Regions from separate parts of the Sus scrofa genome. Here region 2 is linked to region 1. The links are chromatin contacts, called in public promoter capture Hi-C maps. All regions are on one chromosome and are shown on one strand. The core of a region is the stretch at or near the end of the contact, and the rest is flanking DNA. Distances in the headings are between cores, read along the strand shown. Region 1 holds the start of CCDC28A (coiled-coil domain containing 28A). Region 2 holds the start of PERP (PERP, TP53 apoptosis effector).

Evidence for each region. Promoter capture Hi-C pulls out the DNA fragments that hold promoters and counts their contacts.
Region 2: a contact with region 1 is called in a promoter capture Hi-C map of liver, with 12 times the contacts expected there. The contact joins the promoter of PERP here to the promoter of CCDC28A in region 1. A contact is called at or near these places in 2 of 5 promoter capture datasets (fetal skeletal muscle and liver), 12 of 47 Hi-C or Micro-C datasets (alveolar macrophages, embryonic fibroblasts, epiblast stem cells and 9 more) and 1 of 2 datasets of contacts at active chromatin or transcription factors (skeletal muscle).

Annotation. Positions count from the first base shown.
Region 1 is chr1:25,659,862-25,666,765 of Sscrofa11.1, forward strand. It overlaps CCDC28A (coiled-coil domain containing 28A), which reads right to left and starts at 3,416. Exons shown (of 6, transcript NM_001244669.1): 1 at 3,271-3,416; 2 at 920-1,119. The coding sequence starts at 1,077. It overlaps NHSL1 (NHS-like protein 1), which reads left to right and starts at 3,693. Exons shown (of 7, transcript XM_021087407.1): 1 at 3,693-3,822.
Region 2 is chr1:26,297,481-26,304,384 of Sscrofa11.1, forward strand. PERP (PERP, TP53 apoptosis effector) reads left to right here and starts at 3,774. Exons shown (of 3, transcript NM_001244825.1): 1 at 3,774-4,165. The coding sequence starts at 3,952.

The sequences.
Region 1 (6,904 bases), core at 2,166-4,665:
AATGAATTCACTCTTTTTAAAAATAAAACTACCAAAGCACAAACACTCAGCTTTTAAAAAACAACTATTATATCTCTTTTCCATATTTGGCTAGCTCATCAACTCTGTCTACAAGTTTTCTTGCTCTGTGTGTTTTTTTTTTTTTTTTTTAAGGGCTGCAGCTATAGCATATGAAGTTTACAGGCTAGGGACTGAATCAGAGCTGCAGCTGCTGGCCTACACCACAGCCACAGCAATGCCAGATCTGAGTCTTGTCTGTGACCCACACCACATTCCTAGGCAATGCCGGATTCTTAACCCCCTGAGCGAGGCCAAGGATCAAACCGGCATCCTCATGGATGCTAGTCGGGTTCATTTCTGCTGAGCCACAACGGAAACTCCCCCAACTTTTTTTTTTCCCTCTCTGGGTATTTTAATATGAGACAAAGTAGGGGCCTTAAAACCAATCATTCATTTTGCATTTTCTAATCTCTTACATTGTTATCTTCAAAAAAAATTTTTTTTTTTTTTGTCTTTTGTTGTTGTTGTTGTTGCTATTTCTTGGGCCGCTTCCGCGGCATATGGAGGTTCCCAGGCTAGGGGTCAAATCGGAGCCGTAGCCACCGGCCTAGGCCAGAGCCACAGCAACGCAGGATCCGAGCCGCGTCTGCAACCTACACCACAGCTCACGGCAACGCCGGATCCTTAACCCACTGAGCAAGGGCAGGGACCGAACCCGCAACCTCATGGTTCCTAGTCGGATTCGTTAACCACTGCGCCACGTCGGGAACTCCTCAAAAAAATTTTTTAAACCACATACTATGTGGCTTGATTGTTTTAAAAGTAAAGCCAAGAGAAAAAAAAATGTTAGAGGAATTAAAGAACTTAGTATGCATTTTAGTAGCATTTTGCTAAGATAAAGTGAAAGAAAAGAATTCACCTTTTTAACTTTGGTCGCTGTGAAGTTGACTGGGATGCAGGATTTGAAAACCCTGTGCTTTTACTAACTGGAATGGCATTTTTTTTGGCATTAACAACCTGAGTAGAGTGGGCACTAAAAGACTTAGGACTCCTCCTCTTCACTTTGCGCTCCTCCATTGTTTTAAGTTCCTTATTGCACCAAGGCCAGCTTCTTATGACCTAAGGAAAGACAGCAAAATCATACACATAGTTGCAATATGCCAAAATGAAGGAGGTTCGAAAGCCCACTTCATGGACTGAAAGAGGATCAAGATTTCAGAGGTCATTAGAGGAAGTTAGAATAAGGATCCCTTAAGTTGAATCTATAGGACTATATACACAGAAGCCCTAAGCAAAGCTGCCTGTTAGACAAAAACTTTTTTCACCATTTTCTTTATTCATTCATCCCACAAATATTTACTTTCTTCCACATGTCAGGAACAATTCTGGGCATTGGGACGATGGTATTGAACAAGACAAAGTCCCTGCCTTCAAAATACCTACATTATTATAGAAGGAGAACAACACATAATAAACACTAAACAAACCATCCACGTGATAGACCCAGCCTGACTCAAGCTTTAGGTGGCCTTTAGGTCTCCCTTCTAATGTGTATTCTTTGAAAAACCAACTAGATTCAAACAGGTGCATAACTGACAGTGTATCTTCATTTTAACTAGGGACTAGAAACCTTATTTCAACTACTAAGCAGAAACAGTTTCTGGCCAGAGATAATACTGATTCTAGTTCCTTGGTCAAGTGAAGTTATGTATGTAAAGTTAAACATGCTCCATGACTATTTTGAATTTACTTTCTCCACCCTTTTCCCAGGAAACATGAAACTTTATTATATGTGTTTTATTTTGCCAACATCAAAAAAGTTACACTATGAAGTTACTCTTGGCGGATATTTGTAAAGGCTTCTATTTATCCAGTACTGTCCCTTAATTTAACCAGCTTTATTTCTCTTACGGCCATCCATCTAAAAATATCCTTCCAGGAGTTCCCATTGTGGCTCAGTGGTTAACGAATTTGACTAGGAACCATGAGGTTGTGGGTTCCATCCCTGGCCTTGCTCAGTGGGTTAAGGATCCAGCGTTGCTGTGATCTGTGGTGTAGGTTGCAGACTCGGCTCGGATCCCACGTTGCTGTGGCTCTGGCGTAGGCCTTTGGCTACAGCTCTGATTAGACCCCTAGCCTGGGAACCTCCATATGCAGTGGGAACGGCCCTAGAAAAGGCAAAAAAAAAAAAAAAATAATAATAATAATAATAATAATAACAATATCCTTCCACATTTCTTTTTTATTTATGCACAAATATTAAATTATATTTCTGCATGTATCATAAGATGAGAAATTTATATGGCTCTTCACCTTATCAGACTATAAAGTGCCTTAGGTACATTAGACCTCTTATTGTATGTTGTGTTGAATTTAATCATGCTATGACCCTTGAAAAAAGACTCAAATTCATTGATGTCACTCCTAAAGTAATTACTTGAGAATTTTAATGAAAACAGATTTTTCTGCCATTGCCTGGACTCAGTGCAACTAGCACTGTTATTTAAACCACTGGCTTAGGCTAACTCTAGACAATCAAAACTAGAGCTAGGATACCTCCAAAGAACCAAAGGTTGTAAAGGAAAGGCTCTATTGACCAGTCTATAATTTCAGATAACAAAAGTAAATCCGCTTAAATCCTGGCTAACAATTTTTCCTTTTAGAAGCATTTTTAGTAACAGAACAGACATTTTGGAGTTGTTTCAGCATGCAAAATAAATGTTAAAATAACTAAATAGAGAAGATGGGATATCCATTCTGCAGAAAGGCAAGGATCTGTATAAATTTATGATAGATATAAACACATTGGTCTTTAAATTTAATGATGCTTATACACAGTTGGTGATACAAAAAGAGAAAAAAAAACAAAACAGAAGGTAAAGCAATGCAAATAAACCATTCTAAACTAAGATGTTTTGAAGGGCCAGTGCTTAAAAATAACCCCCCCCCCTTTTTTTTTCTTTTTTGGTAAGGTAACATTACTAGCACAAGAGCACCGAAATCCTTCTTGCATACCAAGCAACAAGGAACGTTTCAGAGAAGGCCTTCATAAACTGCTTGTAGTCTAACTCACACATTAGTTTGAGGCAGGAATTCACAACCCCCAGGCAGGACCGCCAGGAATCCCTCTGTACATTACCTTATTTCCCTCCCCCAAGGAGCGGAGCTGAAACCACCCTTCGCCCCCTAGAATTCAGTAATGGCTAGAGTGGATCGGGGAAGGGGCTTACAGGTGGACACTGAGGGAGTGGCTGTGCTTCCACTTCATACCTCAGGAAGAAGGGGATCGGGGTCCTCTTCCTCAGCTTGCAAAGACTCCGGGGCCTCCGAAGCCACCGCCGCAGCTGCAGCCGCCAATGCTACCGCCGCAGCTTGAGCTGGGGTCACATCCCGGACCTCGCGCCTCCACAGTGAGCTTTGTTTACGGAAGTGACGTTAGGAGGCGGAGCCTCCGTGCCCTAGGCGCGAGCCTGGCCTTTTCCTGTTCCGCCAATGCCGCTCTCGTTTCCGCCCCTGGGACCGCATTGCTTCCCATGTCCCGCCTTCAGCTGTACCTTTGGCGAGCTTGGAAAGGAGAACCCATAGCTTGGCTTTTATTTTGGGGTCTGTGGCCCACAAGAAGTGAGCGTGAGGGGCGGTGGTGGAGGCAAAAACCGGAAGTGCAGTACCCTTTCCGGAAGTTGCCCCATCCCCTCGGTGTGTATCAGCGTCCACGCACTACAACTCCCAGAATGCTGTTCGAGCAAGTTTGGAGGCGGAACCAGAGTGTCGCCATAGCAACTATCCCGGAGAGTTTCTGACACATCGCCGGCATTTGGCAAGGTAACCTACTTTTGTCTTGGAAGCCAGCGTGAAAAACTGATTCTGTTTAGCGATCCCGATGCAGAGCCCCTAAATGAAATTCTCTTACTGCTGCTATATAGGTACCGTTTAGGCCCTTGAAAGAAGTTATCTCACTACAATCTATAAGCTGGGTGTGAGAAATACCCGTTTTAGAAGTGAGGACTCTGAAAGTCAGAACTGCTAATAAATCCAGGTCTCTCTGTCGCCAAGACACTTCACTACACGTACCGCCTCTGGAGAAGTAATTGACGTTTGAGAGAGATCGAACTTTCCTAACGGGGGGAGAATCCATGTATCATTCCCTAGTTTGGCTAGCCTTTCCTGTATCCGGGTTGCGGGTGGAAAGTTTTAGGTTCACTGACAGATTGAAGAGACTGGAGAGAACCACATACTTTCTCCTCATTTGCTAATGAGGAAACAGTATTAGAGGTTATATTAATGCCAAAGAGGCAGAGCAAAGACGAACGCAGTTGCCTTGGTTTCTAGTATATGTTCTTCTACTGCCACCCTTTCCATATTTTAAAATTCTGAAATGTTTTAAAAAGAAAAACAGAGTAAACATTCACTCACCCACTGTCCAGAATGAACGGATGTTACATTTTGTCATTTTATATCTTTAAATGAAAGAAATAGGTTATTTGAATAAAGTAGGTGCCACCTATTTTCAATGCCACTCTCCTTCGGAGGGGCAACTCTGGTCTTATGTTTGAAATGCATTTTGCTAATCTAGGTTCGTATACTTTCATTATTACTAAGTATTTGTAAACTATATATAGAATAACTTTGAACTTTTGAAGTTTTATGCTATTATGTTTTGTGTATTGATCTACAACTTGCCTTCTCACCCAGTTCTATGTTTTTGAGATCTATGCACACTGATACAGATGGCTAGACTTCACTTGTCTTAACTATATAGTATTCTAATCAAATAGGCTTACCACACATTATTTGAGAATTCCCGTAGTGATGGATATTTAGGTTGTTTCCCATTTTTCACCATTACAAACAATACTCTTGGGTGCAATCTTCTCAATATCTTTTCTCAGTATCTCTTAACTCTTCTCTGAATTGTCTGATCTGGATAAGCAGAGCTTGCAAACTGGTGATTCACATGCTATTTAAATTTTTTTCAAATTAGTTGCTAACAATTGAAAGTGAAGAGATTAGGAGTTCCCATTGTAGCTCAGTGGGTTAAGGACCCAGCGTTGTTTCTTTGAGGATATGGGCTCGATCCCTGGCCTCGATCAGTGGGGTAAGGATCCTACATTGCTGCAAGCTGTGGCATGGGTCCCAGATACAGCTTGGATCCGGTATTGCGGTGGCTGTGGCATAGGTCTGAACCTGCAGCTCCAATTCGACCCCTAGTCTGGGAACTTCCATATGTTGCTGGTGCAGCCATAAAAGTGAAAAGCAAAAAAGTGAAGAAATGAAAAATGGATGTCATCTCATCTATTTGGCATCCCAGTAGCGGGAAGATCTGACTACTCTAGATCTTCCCTGTAGCCTGGCAGTAGTAGGTCAAGCTCAAGAGCGGCTGCCTCCTTCAGACCAGTTCAGGTGGTCTCCATTTTTCTCTAAGGCCCAGTGCACTTAGCACCCATCTGAGCTCTGGGATATTTGCATTTGCAGTACCTGATATAATGTAGGGGTGCAAGAAGGTACCCTTCCAAATGTACATAGTTCATGTATTCAAAGTTCTGTCCTGAGTCCCTGTTTTGGCCAGACACTGACGTAAGGGTCAGGGGGCATCCATGAACAAGATGGACAAGAGCTCCACGGTCAGAGATCTTATATTCCTAATAAAGGAGACAGACAGTAAATTAGTAGACAAATAAGGCAGTTTCACTTGGTGATAAGTGCTCTGAAATAGGAGCTAAAGGTCGTAGGGAGTTATTGTAAGGGGTGAGGGTACTGAAGATGGAGTGCCAGGGAAGGCCCTCCTGAAGAGGCAACACTGGGGAAGTTGAGATATGAATGAAGAAGCCAGCCATGGGATAATCTAGGGGAAGAGCGTTCTTTGACAAAGCACATGGCTAAACCATGGCCTTTAAGCACAAAAGAGCTTGGCATGTTTGAGGAAGCAAGGGGTCGATGTGGCTGGATTGTACTGACTTGGGGACAGAGTGACATGAGGTAGAGTCATAGAGGTACAATTTCTAATGTGATTGATTGATTGATTGATGTATTTATTTTCCTGTTTAGGGCCACACCTATAGCATATGGAGGTTCCCAGGCTAGGGGTCGAATCAGAGCTATAGCTGCTGGCTTACACCACAGACACAGCATCACAGCATCCGAGCTGCATCTACAACTTACTCCATAGCTCACGGCAACGCCAGATCCTTAACCCACAGCAAGGACAGGGATCAAACCTGCATCCTCATGGAATGTGGTTTATTTTATTTGAAATTTAGAATTGAAAGAAATTTTGTACTTTGAGACATTAGATTTTCCTTCGTACTGCAAAAATTCTGCTTTGGGTTGTTAAATGCACTTTGTGTAAATCAATCGGATACTTTGCTCCTAAAGAGAGTATATATTCCCAGGATATGAGCTGTGATCAACAAGATCACTCCCCTCCTCCCCTATTAACATACTCTAGAGTATGTTTTGGAGAATATTTTTCTTATGGAAAATTTCAAACATATCCCAAAGAAGACAGAACAGTATAATGAATCCCATGTGCCCATCATCTAGCTATTCACTCATGGCCAATCTTGTTTAGTTTATACCCCTTCTGCAACATTGTCCCCTCTTCAGTGATACATTGAAGCAAATCCCAGACCTCACGGAAACCATGCTGTTTCAGTATGGATCACTAAAAGACTTTTTAAAACTTTACCACAATATCACTATTATTCTTAAAACATCAGTAATTACTCTACCATTAAATATGCACTCAGTGTTCAAATTTCCATTAGAATTATAAGTGCCATGATTTTTTTTCATATTTTATTGAATCAGGAATGTTTTTGTGGAAGGCCCTCAGGTGGTGCATAGGTTTGGAAGTCACTGTTGTATATCCTCACTTATTGAATTAAAAGCATGAATTATCTGAGTC
Region 2 (6,904 bases), core at 2,524-5,023, 640 kb after region 1:
GAGAACATGGCAGCTTACTTGGAGGTCATTTCATTACAGCTTGCAAGAGAACTGGCAATGGCTTGGGTGTTTGTGAGCACAGAGAAAGCAGAGAAAGAAGGAAACTTCTGGAGGAATATCTCCCAAACGCTCATGAGTGGCTATGGTAAGCATAACTGTCTCTGGTGTCAAACTGCTTAGGGTGGAGTGTGCACTCAGGGGGAGGCGGTCCTGAAAAGCTATCTAACTTCTCTGTGCCCCAGTGTTCTCATGGGCATGAAGGTGATAGGGTACACTCATAAGGCAGATGGAGAACACTTACTGGCACATAGCAAACTGCCAGCATATGGGAGTTAGCTGTTACTATTATCATTACTATGACTTTTCTTGGACAGGAGGATAAACCAAGTAAAACTTTTTACTTTATTTACTTTTAAATTTTATTTTATTTTTTCCTTTTTCAGCTGCAACCACTACATCTGAAGTTCCCAGGTCAGGTACTAGATCTGAGCCAGAGTTGCGACCTACCCCACAGCTGCGGCAATGCCAGATCTTTAACCCACTGCACCAGTCTGGGCTTCTAACCAGCACCTCCACGGAGACAAGATCATTAACCCATGCACCAAGTGGGAACTCCATAAAACTTATTTTAAAATGATACATTTATATATTTTTGTCTGTCATAGTCGTTGCTTTTATAACCCTAAACCCCCCAAATTTATAAAAATAAAAACTTTTTTTCAGGTACAATTTATTTTGGTGCATGTTCTGCAATCCATCTGTTATCCAGTAGGGGGAACTATTTAACCATCTACTATCCATATAATCCATCATTTCATCTGCAAGGCTAGAATGAATGCATTGTCAAAGATAATTTCATGATTTATGTTTAATATTCGTAGAATTTACTCCTCATGAACAGGAAAAGTCCCACTTTCAATCTTATTAAAGTGGAAAACGTATGTGAAAACCTTCCTCATCCTCGATGACGCTTTTTTTGTGGCTTTATCTCTGCAGGCATTATCCTGAGCATTTTACGTGCATTAGCCCTTAATACTCATTACAACATAGTGGGGCGAGCACTATCCATTTTATAGATGAGGAAAGTGAGGCATAAAGAAGTTAAGGGGCCCAAGGTCACCCGGCCAGTGTGAAAGATGTGAAGCAGAGCTATCTGGTTCCATTGGTGGGGAATCATGTGCGAGGAACTCAGCCAAGGTTGGTTTGGGTCTCTTCCAGAAATTCTGAAGAGCTACTTTCTTTGCTTTTACTTCAGCATTAATGAGCTCTCTTCCTCAACTCTACTGAAACAAGAGAAAGAAGTTATATCTACTCCTAAATTATTCAGAGATAGTGACACCCCTGAAACTCTCAATTTGTCTGAAACCGTTTTGCCCAAGATCAGCACTTTAATTTGTAAGAATTTGATTTTTCCTCTCAAATATTATACAGCTAATTAAATATTTTTCACTACTTTTGAAAACCTCGAGAGTATTTTCTTTACACAGTCTACACCATGTGCAGTTAACTCTCAGCAGACTACTCTCTTGTGCTATTTTGAAAGTGAAAATATTTGCCCTTAATAGAAATATGCAAATTTGGTTTATGTAAAATGAAAGCTGGGGAAATTACTTCTAGTGGCTTCAGACCCAAAATAGTATTCTGTTTCTGTTAAGAATACCAAACTGAAATACAGGGGACTAAATTTTAAACACTGCTAAGTATTTCCCACTTCTTTCCTTTTTTTTTTTTAAGGCCGCACCCGCTGCATGTGGAAGTTCCCAGGCTAGGGGTCAAATCTGAGCTGTAGCTGCTGGCCTACACCACAGCCACAGCAACGACAGATCCTTAACCCACTGAGCAGGCCAGGGATTGAATGGCATCCTCATGGTTCCCAGTCGGGTTTGTTTATCATTGAGCCATGAAGGGAATTCCTCCCACGTCTTTCCTATTAAATTAACGGGAAAAGGAAGAGATACATTTGAGAAACACAAATCAAACCCACAAAGAAATATTTCCTCATACCTGTCAGAAGGGCTATCATCAAAAAGACCACAAATAACAAATGTTGGCAAGGATGTGGAGAAAAGGGAACCTTCCTACACTGTTGGTGAGAATGTAGATTGGTGTAGCCACTATAGAAAACGGTTTGGATGTTCCTTTCAAAAAACTTAAGATAGAACTATCATATGATCCAGCAATTCCACTCCTAGGACTATATCCAAGGAAAATGAAAACATAATTTGAAAAGAAACATGCACCCAATATTCATAGCAGCATAATTAACAATAGTCAAGATGTGGAAACAATAGACGAATGGATAAAGAAGATGCGATATATATATATATATCGATATATATATGTATCTATATATCACACAATATATATACCAATGGCAATGGATTTTGCCATTTGTAACAACTTGGATGAACTTGCAGGTTATCATGCTTAGCAAAATAAGGCAGAGAAATATTATATACTATAACATATGTGAAATTAACATAAATAAATAAATAAATATAACAAAACAGAAACAGACTCACTGACATAGAGAACAAACTAGGGGTTACCTACCACTAAGGAGAGGGAAGCAGGGAGGGGCAAGACAGGGATACATACTCCCTGCAAGGAGTTAAGAGGCACAAACTTCTATGTGTCAAATAAATAAGCTACATACATTGCACAGCACAGGGAATATTGCCAATGTTTTATAATAACTTTTAATGGAGTAACAGCTATAAAAGTATTGAATCACTAAAACTAATATTTTAAATCTGCAATAAAAAAAAAAGAAAGAAAAAGTGAGTGATTCAGAGTAAATCCTTGGAGGTACAAGGTAAGATATGACCCTCACTGAATGTTCTTTATGATTCTCCCAAGGCCGTGGTGCAGACACTGAGAACTTGTTTCTTCCTCAGTGCCACTCCCGGCTGCCACCCCACCCACCCTGCCACACCTGAGGATTCATGGCAGTGACAACAGCAGGGCCAGGACACTGCAAGCGGGACTTTAGGTGCGGGCTGCATGCTAACATATGGTTTTTATTTGGAGAAACCTCAAAGTAGTAAATGAAAAAGGCAGATGAAGTGGGCTTAAATAGGTAGAGATCTGTGGTAGGGACTGCCGCAGACAGGACGTGAATTTATCTGGGGAAGAAGCACTTCCAAGATCAAAATGACCGTTTGTTAATTTCAGCGTGTTCACGCATAAAGTGCTTATTGCGTCCTCCTTAAGACCCAGACACGGTGCTAGGCAGCAGGAATATGCTGATAAATAAAACATGGTCTTTCTGTCAAAGGGCTGGCAACACAGTAGGGAAGGCGGGGATGTAAACAGTTACGAGTCTGAAGCAGCCAAGGTACAAGGTACAAAGGTGGAGCCCAGCAGGAAGTGCCCACCTCTGCCGGGGAGGGTCAGGGACCCGCTCCCGGGTTCGGTACACGCATCCAAAAGGAGTGCGGCAATGACCCAGGTGCAATTTGAATACCCATCTCAAAGGGCTCGAAACTTAAATACAGTACAGTTGAAAATCAGACCATGATTCCACTTTTGGGATTAAGTGTTTAGCTGATATGGCTCAGATTAAAATGTGTACACGTTGAAGCGCTGAGAAGAAAAGCGTTGGGTGGGAAAAGGACACAAGTAAGGGGAAAACGAGGCTGTGCGGCCGCTGGCCTTAGCTCCCCGCAGCTCCAGGGCAGGGTTAACTCACCCACCCGGTGTAACCCGAGCCCGGCCCCGCCTCCCCCGCGCGCGCCTGGGCCGGCCGGGCAGGTCGGGGCGGCGCGCTCTGAGTCACCGGAATCTAGGTGGGGCCGGCGCCGCGCCCCCGCGGCCAGCCGGGAGTCGCGTCCTCCCGGAGCCGCCTCCCCGCGGCTTCTTCCCTTTTGTCGCGCTCCCCGCGCTCCGGGGCCACTCTCTGCCTGCATCCGAGCCACGCGCGTTCCTCTCCTCCGCGCCACCACCGTCGAGATGCTGCGCTGCGGCCTGGCCTGCGAGCGCTGCAGGTGGATCCTGCCCCTGCTGCTGCTCAGCGCCATTGCCTTCGACATTATCGCGCTGGCCGGCCGCGGCTGGCTGCAGTCAAGCGACCATGTCCAGACGTCCTCGCTGTGGTGGAAGTGTTCTCAGGAGGGCGGCGGCAGCGGGTCCTACGAGGAAGGCTGCCAGAGTCTCATGGATTACGGTGAGTGCCGCCGCCTCCGGGAAGTCCTCCTGGCTGCCGCTGGGGAAGCGCCAGCGCCTTAGGAGTGCGCGGCCTGCGAAAGCCGCCCCAGGAGAAGGGACTAAACAGAGTCGGGTTCATGGCCGATTCGACAGAAATCTCTTTAGAGTTTAGGTTCATCATCCGACCCGAACAAAATAAAGCCTTGAGTGATCAAGGCTCGACACTGGAAGAAAACAGCCCTTGTTCAAACTATGTTTTTTTCGTAGGATTTGTGGGTACAGAGGAAAAAAAAAAAGATTTCAGCCATTTGAAAAGAGTTTGAGTAGACGTAATGAACAAAGTATACTTTTCTTGGAGATCTACTGAAATTTCTTCCCATTCAGCCTCCTCTGGTTCTTTTTTCATCATTAAAATTTAAGTATTCAAAACGCGTACCTTCCCTAATATTGCTATAATATTCGTTTAACTTGAACTAAGAGAAAGCTGCTCGTCCTTTGAAAAAGCCTTTTCGGTTAAAGTTTTAGCAGTGATAATTTCAGCAGTTATGCAGTGTTTAACGCCTCAGGGTAGTTCTCATTAGGGAGTGTCTTTTTGGTTGAAACCCGGCCTTGCTGTTTAGAAAACTTTATTGTAATCTGATTTGAAAATCTAAAAAGCAAACGTAGCTTCTACGCCAGCGAAATGAAGCAGAGTTGATAAATTTGATCTGTTGCAGAGTGTTATTTTTCCAGCGTGGAGGAAGCCTCAGTGCCTAAGTTGTTAGTAGAAGTGGCTGGAGAGGAGCTTGCTCTGGTCTGTGGCCACCTCCTGCTCCCTGGGGGTTGGGAAGAACAGCTGGGGGGTCCATAGTGATTCGCGACGTGTGGGGGTGGGGGTGGGGTTGGGGCGGGGGGTAGTTTAAGGAAGAGCCGTAATCGGAAGCTTGAAGCCCCCTACTGCTGAATGGGGCCTTACCACCTGAGTTTAACAGTGTTGAACCGACAAAGAAGGGGACCTTGCTTTCTTCCTTTCTCTGCTAGGACCTTTTGACTTGCCCCTCACCCCCGGAAGTGGCCCAGGGCTTCGAACCAAACTCTATTTGTGGGGCCCAGTACCGGGGGCTTGGTGCTTTATTTTATCCACTGTGGAATTATTTGGAAGTTCGCACAAGGAATTTTCCCCCCAAAGGAGGCAAAGTATAAGGAGTAAATGGGATTCCTAGTTTACTTAAAGTCTGTTTTCCCTCTCTTAAAACCCAAACATCATGCATGACAGGGTTTGTGTTACCCCAAGGCTTTTAGGTTTTTGAAGGGAATTCCTTTGAAATACTGTTTCTATCTTCAGGTTAAAATGCATTGGAGTTCAGTATCTTGTATGGGACTTCATAGGCCTGCTTAAAATAAGTGTGGTTTTAAACAGACTTTGATAATCATATCTCACTGCAAAGACTAATATAATATAGATTCAAAGACTATTTAGCGATCCTCAGCATATGAATTAGGAAGGTTAGTGCCCTGCCGGAGGGGAGAGGGATGCAGGCAGAACCTCCATCAGCACTTTTGCTGGGACATGATCTGGCCTGCAAGGCTCTGGCTGTGACCACAGCCCTCTTGGGAAACACACACAATGCAGTTTCTATTTTTCTTGAGGTGCAGGATGAACTCACCTTCCAAGGGTGTGGCTCTTCCAACCTCAGGCTGATAGAGTGCTTTGTATATAGAAGGGAGTAGGCAGGTTTTTTTTTCTCAGTTTAATTTTTTAATTAGACAGGAGTCTAAAGCCTTAACTTTTTTTTTAATTGTAAAGAAAACACGGATCCAGCATATAGTTGATGTTTCAGTTTGATATAGAAATTAGTCTTTTCCAAAGTTTGGTTTGCCAGGTAAATCTCCAGGAATCTAGGACTACCTTTCTGATTTTCATAAATGGGTGGTGGCCTTTGCATTGCAATTTAGTTATTCCTGTGACCTTTACAAAGATAATCAAGTGCGAATTATGTGCTAGACATGGCTTTTGCTCAAGCCCTAGAGTCAGATCGTGAACCTCGCAGTCACTGTCATTAGGTGACCGTGGGAAGAAGAAAATGGCCATGAACTCAGCAGCAGCGGTCCATTCCAGGCTCTTAAAGTCAGAGATGAGGTGGAGTGGTTATTACACTTCTGCTCTGTCTCCTGCCCTGGACTCGTGGCTACTTTTGCCTCTACAGGTGTAGAAATTGTGTGTTCCTACACCATGGAACGATTATCTAGGCGTCTCTGAACTCTTGAGATTTTCAGATAGCTTCAGTTAGGTCTTGCCGAAAACAGTACCTTCACATGAGGTCATACTTTATCTCAGAGCAGTTGACACATACTCCCACGTATATACAGACACAACAAGGAGTAAGGTGGATGACTCTAATTAAAATTATATCTCAATATAGAGAATTAAGTGTGACTCTAATTAAAATTATATCTCAATATAGAGAATTAAGTGTATATATCCACTTTTTAAAAACTTCCTCTATGTACTAGAAAATAAACCTTGCGATTTACCATTGTAACTATGAAGAAAGTATACCTTTTGATTACAAAGTGCTCTGCTCTCTTTTATTACCTGATATTTATGATATTAATATGTTCATTTTGGTATCAAAGACATAGGTAGTTTACTCCTGGCAGGTACTGGCGATAATGCTCAATAATATCAATGTTTTTAATAAAGATAACTAGTTCCTTAGAATTATGTAAAAAGCAGAATGTTATATTCTTCGCTGTTGTTAACAGTTTTTTTTTAAAG